2 separate regions of the Hordeum vulgare genome follow, and region 1 is linked to region 2. A link is a contact called in public Hi-C data. All regions are on one chromosome and are shown on one strand. Each heading gives the region's core, a stretch centred on a gene start, on an enhancer-like site or on the middle of the called end of the contact. The rest is flanking DNA. Distances are from core to core; before and after follow the strand shown.

Region 1 (4,873 bases), core at 262-2,761, 410 kb before region 2:
TTTCCGCTGTACTTTGCATATTCATTGAGAAAGGGCATAAGAATTATATGATAATAGAGAATAATGAACAAAAATAACACAAATATCAATAAGGAATCATGATGCAAAATGGACGTATCACGGTGTGGCGTGGCAACCAGGGTGGTGGAGCGGCGAAGAAGGCATGAGAGAAAAGGTGAAGGAAAGTAAACGGCAGGATGGGGTGCGGGGTCCCGGAGGTTTTTTTGGGTGTCAGAGTCCTACGCGGCTGCTGCCGGACTCCCGCAAAGCCCCCCCAGTTTGTCTTGAGTTTGTCAGAAATGGACATCCAAACCGCTCGATGGACAGATACAGGCCCGCATTGGATGGTTAAACACGCCCGGACCATTTAGTCCGGACGGTTGCGGGCGGTTTGAGGTCCGCTTTGGAGATGCCCTAAAGGATCATCTTCTCTTCTATTTCGTGCATAGATCAACCAATATATCGTGACATATTAGGTATCTTACTTATCGCACGTTTTATACGAGACATGACTATAGCGTGTCATTACTTCTTACGCAAAACAATAGCAACAGCTCGATGCGACAATCCCGTGACCCGCGCCTCACCCCTAGCTGTACATATACTCATCGAATCGTTGTCTTCCATCTCTCATCACAACCCTTCTCCTCGTTAGTCTTATTTCCGCCTTTCGCCCCCTCCGTCTTATCTTCTTCGACGACTTCAAGATCGATTTGTCACTTCCACTTGGCGGAGCGCCGCCGTGATGCCACGGCGTCACCGTCCCGCTATGGTTTGGTTTTCCACTTCCATGGTTGCATCTTATGCCCCCTCTTTTTTGAGAAAGAAAAACAAGATTTTGGCCCTTCTTATTGTTGATTGATGGTTGATGTGCAGGATGACCGGAAACCTAGTGGAATTTGCCAAATCAGCGAGAGCGAGGGGCGTGGCAATCGTCGAACTGCTCGCTCCCAGCAGCCTTCCACCCCCTTGGTTGCATCTCGTGTCTCCTCTTTTTTGAGAAAGAAAAACAAGGTTTTGACCTTTCCTTTCTTATTGTTGATTGACGGTATGATGTGCAGGAAGACCGGAAACCTAGTGAAAATTGCCAAATCGGTGAGAGCGAGGGGCGTCGCAATCGTCGGAGTGCCCGTACCAAGCAACCTTCCACCCCCATGGTTGCATCTTGTGCCTTCCCTTTTTTTGAGAAAAGAAATTCACGTTTTTACCCCTTTCTTATTGTTGATTGATGGTTTGGTGTGCAGGAGGGTCGCAAACCTAGTAGAAAAAATAGTCAAATCAGCCGGAGGGAGGAGCGTGGCAACCATCGGACCGCCAGATCCAAGCAAGCGACGGCCGAGATGTCCCCGGGGTGCTGCGTGCACTGCCCCGCGGCGGCGGCGGCTCGGACGCAAGGCCGCCCAAAAGCGGAGCACGATCGCCCCCGACGCGTCCGTGGGCAAAATTGGCAGGCCGCGCCCGCGCCGAAGTGGCCCAAACCCCCCCATAAATCGCCCGCCGATTCCAAACACCGCTCCACTCCACCACCCTGCCTTTGCCCTCGCAAGGCCGAGCCACGGAGAGCCGCACCCAAATCGCGTCCCGTCGTGGAAAGGGAGCGGGGGGTTGGGAGCGGGACAAATCTCCCTCGTCACCACCTCCGTCCACCGCCACCTCCCTCTCGCCCCCTCAAGCCTCGCCCCTCGCGTGGGAGGGACGCCGTGTCCTCCTGCCCCCACCTCGCCGCGAGGGGAAACCCTAGCGGCTGCAGATCTCCGGGCAGGCGCCCCGATCCGGGCGGCCCGCGCCCCGATTCGCCGCTCCCGGCGCCTCAAATGGCGGAGGCCGCGGCGGACAACGACCTTGAGGAGAAACTCAAGGATGTCGGCGCCCGCCTGCAGGAGGCGCCCCCCGACTCCGAAGGCCTGCTCAAGCTCCTCGACGTGAGCCTTCTCTCTCAACTTTGTGTGTTTGGTTTTCTATATCCGTTACGGCTGTCTGTAGGGTTTCTCGTTGTGGTTGTATGGATTTCGGATGATTGTAATAAGTTTTATGTTTACCTGGTCGCTGCTTCTCTTGATTTTGTCCAATTCTTGGTTCTGGCAAAAAAAAAGGCGAGCGTTTTCAGTTATTGGTAGAGCCTCATCTATTGTTGGGTACTGATATACGTACATGATTATGTCGGTCTATTGTTAGAGGTGTTGGCTTCCTTGAAATCCACCCTGCTGTTTAGAATTCAAGTAACTGCCGAGTCTGATTATGGCAGTGGCTATTATAGCTTAAAACTTGCTCATGTAATTAACAAGTTGATCGTATCTATATGCAGGACGTCGAGAAAAATCTCATGAATGTGGAACAATCGCCTGCAGCAAGCACATTTGCTGCTGTTCGCCCAGCAATGGATGCCCTGGTTAGGAATGAGCTTTTGACTCACCCTAATGCCGAGGTCAGACTTGCTATAGCATCTTGTATATCTGAGGTTACAAGGATCACTGCACCTGAGGCTCCGTATGATGACAATCTTATGAGGGTAATGCGTCTTTCCTGATTATAAAATTAATTTATTCTCTATCTTTGTATCCTGACCTGTGCTGTCTACTTTTTCAGGATTTGTTTTCCATAATTGTGGGGACTTTTCAGAATTTGGATGATATTGAGAGCCCGTCCTTCTCAAGGAGGCTTTCAATTCTTGAGACCGTGGCAAAGGTCCGGTCGTGCGTGGTCATGTTAGACCTTGAGTTGGATGATCTGATTCTGCAGATGTTTAAACATTTTTTCGCAACTGTGACGTAAGAAGCCACTTCTAGTTATTCACCTTAAGTTTATCCTTTTCGTCCTCTTGCTAGTTTCTGGGCATGTTTAGTAAGTTTTGCTAAGCTATGTTGATATTCTCCTGACATGTCCAAGGTGTTATTTTACTTGCCTAAAATGGTTTTGCTTGTTATGTGTTTCTAATGGACAAATTCTTGATAATATGCTGTACCTGTCCTCTACATTTTTTCTTAACAATCTAGCAGAATCATCAGATCCTTCTATCTTATTCAATCTTTTTTGCTAAAAGAAGATTATAACTTTATGTATTTAAAATCATTAAACTAACACTAAGCTGCCAATATTATAGTGGTTGTTGTTCTGCAAGTTGCTCGCATTGCCTTTTTATGTTGGAAATGCTGCACTCCCCTTCCTGGTAATTGTAATAGTTGTTAAAAGCTGCAGATGCATTTTCTTTTATATTCACAGCAGCAAAGCTGGGTTGTGCTGATATGTTTGTTCAATTAAATTAACGTGATGATGGTACTTGAGACACTATCATTTTACATGTACCCAGCGTATTTTTCTGGACTGATTCTAATGGAGATTACCTTTTTGTCATCCTGTGTTCAGATCAAACCAACCAGAAATTATCATATCATGTATGGTAACAACAATGAAACTTGTAATAGATGAGAGTGAAGAAATACAGACAGCGCTTGCATCATATCTTCTTCAAAAGGCTAGAAATGAGGAGAGGGTATATCATTTCAACATTCTTCACGCTGATAATATGATTTACTTTGCCCAAGCAAGGAAGGAGGTTCACATAAACTATTTTTTTTGTTTTATGTTCCCAGGGAACGTCTCCAGCATCTTTTGAACTTGCCGAGAAGGTGATAAGCTCATGTGAAGATGGGAAGCTAAAACCAATATTCTTGCAGTTACTTCAAGTTCAAGGCACCCCCTTAGATGAATACAGCAAAATTGTCAAGCTGGTTTGTGAACGTGATAAGGTTATCAGGGAAGACAACATTGTTGATCTTTCTGGGAAGGACATGGTCAGTAATATTACTTGCATGTCCTAACTATTTTTAGGAGATATTTTCATTTCGTTAGATTTTGGATTGTCGTATGATTATTATAGGTGTAAACCATCATGCGTATAATAATAATATCTTAGTATGTTGCCTGATGTGTCTGTAATTCATAAATGTTCCCAGTTCTCTTGAATAGACTGAGAGGGGTCACATGGATGATGAAACTGTGATTTGTTTTATCCTGTAGGATGAATTTAACAGCCTGATCTGAGTAATACTAACAAATAGTTCATTTGATCCTGATGAAAAGGTCAATATGTTGGCTGTATGGTGTTTTTGTGGATGCTCCTGTTCATGCTTTTGAGTTCTCACATTCAGGTGGATGATGGCAAACTTTCGGAAAGGACTATTTCTGATGAACTGCCTCAGGTATGTTTCTAATATCCATGGAAGAGGATCCCTTGTTGAAATGATTGATAGTACAGCAACACATCTCTATTTCCAGGAATCTTCAAAACTGGAGCAAGATGGTACTCCAACTACTGCTATTTGCAGTGGTGCAACTCTGGTTGATAATGGCGAGGCTAATCAAGGACCAGTGTCTCCAAAAGGACCAGCGTCACCAAAAGGACCAGCGTCACCAAAAGGACCAGCGTCACCAAAAGAGAAGCCTGAACAGCCTGAAGACACAAAAGGTGCTGATCAGTTGAAATCTGCTAATGACGAAGGTGTAGAACCTGTTGATGCAAAGCCCAAGAAGTCATCTGATGTTGATTCAATGAAAGACCTGAAGCTCAAACACTGCAAGTCTGTGGCAACTCCACACTCTATTGTTGATGTTGACAAAGAAGCTCATGTAATATCTGGAGAGTTATCTGCAGACAAGAAGGTAGTCAATGGAGTGGCTGATAATGTACCAAAGCGTGCTGATACCGCACCTGATATAGTTAAGCCAAAACGAGGCCGGCCTCCTGGACCAAAGTCAGCAGAGAAAAAGGCTGCTAGAAATAACCAATCTTCAGATTTAGATTTGAAGAAGACTGAGGAGGCTATGGATTCAACTGGGAAGTTAACAAAGCGATCAGCTAAGGATGATATCAAAT
Region 2 (4,839 bases), core at 532-3,031:
TCCCTTAGTTCATCCGTCATAGATAAGCAATCAGAAGTCTTCTCGCAAGAGCATCTCTAGTCATGAAGCCTTTTTTTCTTTTGGCCCGGATAGGTCCGCTAAACTTAACCCGGCCCGCAAATTTTTTACAGGCTAACTGCAAAGCGACCGCTCCGTTGCTATATCTACGGCTTCTGCTCCGTTTTATCAGATGCAAACCCGATCTCCTCCACCGTCGCTACCACACTCCGCACCTGAACTCCGGTGTCAAATCCCGCCACTTTCCGCCTTCTTTTCTTCTCTTCACTGGGTGGAGCTGCTCGCGGGCGTGGCGGGACACCGCAACGCAAGTTCGGACGCCGCGACATGGATTCCGATAGCTCCATCCGGCTTGCCATCGAGCCATGTCGCTCCAAGCAAGCCTGCGACGGAGCCGGCTCTCCCATAACGGCGGGCGGACCCCTTGGGCCGACTTCAATGAGTTCCACACACCCTTTTTATACACACATGGAGGTGGATGCCGATCGAGCTCCTCGCCGTAGAGCGCGCGATGACAACCGGAGAAAAGGTGCCTCCTCAAAGAAAGAGCACGCCCTCGCTTACACGTGCCGCAAGTCCGCAAAGATGTCCTACCTCGGCGTCTGTGGGATTGTTTTAGGTTTAATTTATAATATGAACTTTGTATTTGCTATGTCCGTATTATGGTGGTCTGAGGGTATGTACAATAATGCTATCTTAGGAGTGTAAAGTAGGATAAATGATGAAGTGAATGAGAGAAAACTCATAAAAAAAGTTTATCTTCTCTTATTTAAGAGAGAACAAGAAGTGATCTCTTAGCACAATATGTCTCACGGTATTTTTAGAAATAACTAGTTATTGAAGATAGCTTAAGAGGTGATCCATTGTACTCCCTCCATCCATATGTATAGGACCTAATGCATTTTTTGAGATTGCATTTGACTATTGATAAGATTAATAGTATATGAAATGTATAATGTGAAAATTATATCATTGAAAGCTTCTTTCACGTACGAATTTAAGGATATGCTTTGTGTATCTTGCATGTCATATATTATTGATTTAATATATGATCAAAGTTAGCCTTGAAAAACACATTAGACCCTATATATATATATATGGATAGATGGAGTAATATATTTATTTTGACATATCTAAATTACATGCAAGTCTTAAGATAAAATTATCTTATCAACCATTGTACATGTCTGATATACTGTTTATAGTGCGAAATGGTTTTAAAATTTACAGTACAATTTTTATCGGATCTGTACTGCCGAAACCTTCACGTTCCTGTAAAAACGTCCTAGGGTTGCATTAGTGGATTTTACCGGATCCGCTAGTGATTTCACCGCAACGAACAGTCCAGTCGCTGTCGGCTTGCTCAGTGCACGAGTTAAGTCCACCCGACCCACAGAACTTTCTAATCCACTACAGTCAGCACCCCGAGGGAATGGGTGCTTGGGACAGAGCCACCCCGCACCCAAAACCCACTCCCGAAACAAATAATCCATCGAGCCGCCCCACCACAAGACCACGGCACCCGATCCCCAGACATGAACGGCGATCCCCTGTTGCGCCGCGCTGACGTCCCGCGCGACCAAATCCTCGCTTCCGTCGCCACCTGACCCCGAGCGAGCCCGACCTTTTCTCCGTCCCATAAAAAGATGCTCCGGCCAAACTCTCGACCCGGTCATTCCTACGCTCACCCCGCCCCGCCCAACAAAACAAAAAGACGACCGTCGACGCACCCCCTATACGCTACGCCTACGCGCGGCCGACTATGTGCACGCCATCGCCGGGTGGCCGCGGGCGCGGGCGCGTGCGCTTGAACGTCGGCGGACGGGTGTTCGAGACCACGGCCGCCACGCTCGCTGCCGCGGGGCGGGACACCATGCTCGGGGCCATGCTGGACGCCTCCTGGAACGCCGCGGCCGCGGGCGACGAGGCCGACTACTTCATTGACCGCGACCCGGCCTGCTTCGCGGTGCTGCTCGACCTGCTCCGCACGGGCGGCCTCCACGTGCCGCCCCACATCCCCGACGCCGTGCTCTGCCGCGAGGCGCTCTACTACGGCCTCCTCGACCGCGTCTGCGCCGCGCGCTGGGCCGACTTCGACGGCGACCGCCTACGCCTGGCAGCGTCCGTGCCGGGCCGAGCCCCGGGGGACGGCACGGCCGTCCGCGCGGCGCCCGACGGAGGCTGCTGCGTCGCGCACGGCGGCGCCGTGCGCGTCTATAACTGGATGCTTGAGGAGCGACGCCCGGTCTACCTCGACCACGCGCCGGTCAACGACGCGGCCTACCTCGACGCCTCCACGCTCCTCGTCGCCGCGCGCGAGCGCCCCGGCAGGCGGGACGGCGGCGTGGCAGCCTTCTCGGCGCTCACCGGCGAGATGCGCCACCGCTTCCGCGTCGCGCACGATCGCCAGGTCAGGTCCTTCACCCCCGGGGCGCTGGCCTTCGACCTGGAGTGCAGCATCTTTGCGAGCTGCAAGGGCCGGCTCAACGAGTACGGCATTGGCGTGTGGGACGGCACCACCGGCGAGCAGACGGGCTTCTTCTACGAGCCGCCTGGCTGCGCCCTCGGCGACGCCGATAAGCTCCAGTGGCTGGACGGCACCAAGACGCTCATGGCGGCCACCATGTTTCCGCGGGCGGATTCTTCTTTCATCAGCCTGCTGGATTTCCGGGACAAGAAGGTCGTCTGGTCGTGGTGCGATGTCGGCACGCCGGCGTCGCTCGAGGACAAGCACGCGGTCCACGCCATCGCAATGGAGGACGGGAGGTCCGTCTGCGTGGTCAACCAGTACGACGACCTCGGGTTCCTCGACCTCCGGAGCAACGCCGGCGCCGTGCGGTGGAGATCACGGAGCAAGCTGATGAGCAGGAAGAAGGTGCACGCCGAGGAGACGTGCTATCCCAAGCTCGCCACGCACGCCGGCCAGCTGTTCGCGTCGACGAACGACGCCATTTCGGTGTTCAGTGGCCCCGACCATGCACTCACCTCAACGCTGCGCGGGACCGACGGCGGAGCCATTTGCGACTTCTCCATTGGGGGTGACCGTCTTTTCGCCCTGCATAACGAGGAGAATGTGTTCGATGTGTGGGAAACGCCGCCACCGCCGATCATCTGACACTTGTGCGAGGATCAGTTACATTTTTCATCAAGACAAAAGGGGAAGAACTAGTGATAGAGGTTTTGACAATGGAGAAACATGCTGTAGCATTCTCATCGTTCTGACATGACCAGACAAGATTCAACTGTCACTAAACTTGTACTCCTTCCGATTTTAAATACTCCCTATGTTCCATAATTTTTGTGACTGTTTCAGTTCAAATTTAAACTAAAACAACGACAAGAATTATGGGACGGAACGAGTATAAGTCTTGGTAAAGCTTTCATTAGAGGCTACATATGGATGTATATAGACATACTTTAAAATATATATTTATTTATCTTGTTCCGTATGTGATTTTCTAATAAATTCTTTAAAAAGACTTATATTTAAATACTGAGGGAGTATTTCCAATTCCAAAAATGAGTATAGACATGAGCATAGTGTTGTCATCTCTTTATGATGTCAATGATTACCAAGCAAAAGTTACTCTTACTCACCTTTCATATATTAATGTTTGACAAGTCAACTTTAGGTCACATTGTGCCAAATCTTTTCACTAAACTTCCTCATTACATTGTTAAAGGTGTTGTCTTCTTGTTATGCTAGTCTTTTTGACGCAACCTTGTAAGAGGAAGGAGCTCCAACATTGCATCAAGAAGAAGAGAGTTGATTCAGTCAATAAAGGAAACAAGAACCAAAAACCATACATGACACAGTTAATTATGAAAAACCGATCAATATCACACACACCCCGCTAACACTTAAGGGGCATCGTACATCGTTTGATCCGTATACAAGGGTGCCTAGGCCCAAGACCACTGGCAACACAACATACCCAACCAAGTCAACCTCTCCAACCTCAAGAATATGCATGCAACTAGATGTGCACTCGTGCCAAACCTTATGAAAAATGAGATGAAACATTAACCTCCACCAAGGCAGGAATTGCCTGGATCGCCATCGACGTAAGCGGTTTCTTGTAGATCCGCATATAAGACTTCATATTCTCTTGCACATCCTCCTAGGTGACTTTCTTGAGTGTCATTCCATTGGTAGCTCTTCATAAGTCTCCGCCAATCTATATTCAACGTGTTTGGCAGTCGAAATGTTGAAATTTTTGTTCTTATTATCCAACCTCCACTACGCCTGTCGAAACATATAGATGCCCCTTGAATCCGGACATGAATCCGTGCTTCGAGCAAGGACCACGGTGCTGTGCAACTGATGCCGCTTAGGAACTCATCAAGCAAAGTGGTTGAAGCTAGACCTTGAGGCACGCGAACGTCACCAAGTAGCTCCTCGGACCAAGAAGACATTATATGAATATTGCCCCTTAAAGCAACAATCACTCGAGAGGCGACCAAAGGAGGCACCTCCCCAACCAAGCCAACAGGCAAAACCACCTCAATCTGCTTCATGTCATCACTAGGCGTGTCTATCTCATCAACCTTATATTGCTCCTCCTCACCTTGAATCACCGTCTCGTGCAGAACTACATCCGAAGAAGAAAGATATTTTGTAGACAGCGCAAGAATAGCGAGTACCTCAGACAAGCAACCGGCCTCACTGGCATCCTTACCACTGGCAAGGACAAGAGGTGTCGGTTCCTCATGCTCACACCAAGGAGGAGGCAGATCCATCCACGCTAAGGATGAGAAAGGTCGCCCACCATTCTCTTTAGAGCAACTCCAATGCGCCGACCCATTTCGTCCGCATGCGTC

What was found. A called contact is a pair of places that touch in the nucleus more often than the background predicts.
Region 1: a contact with region 2 is called in a Hi-C map of leaf, with 5 times the contacts expected there. The contact joins the promoter of LOC123401818 here to the promoter of LOC123405485 in region 2. A contact is called at or near these places in 2 of 6 Hi-C or Micro-C datasets (leaf and seedling) and 1 of 1 datasets of contacts at active chromatin or transcription factors (embryo).

Annotation. Positions count from the first base shown.
Region 1 is chr6H:356,871,010-356,875,882 of MorexV3_pseudomolecules_assembly, reverse strand. It overlaps LOC123401818 (neurofilament heavy polypeptide-like), which reads left to right and starts at 1,511. Exons shown (of 14, transcript XM_045095667.1): 1 at 1,511-1,922; 2 at 2,306-2,509; 3 at 2,587-2,768; 4 at 3,364-3,490; 5 at 3,591-3,791; 6 at 4,149-4,199; 7 at 4,276-4,873. The coding sequence starts at 1,815.
Region 2 is chr6H:356,465,762-356,470,600 of MorexV3_pseudomolecules_assembly, reverse strand. LOC123405485 (BTB/POZ domain-containing protein At2g24240-like) reads left to right here and starts at 1,781. Exons shown (of 1, transcript XM_045099155.1): 1 at 1,781-3,338. The coding sequence starts at 1,781. The coding sequence ends at 3,133.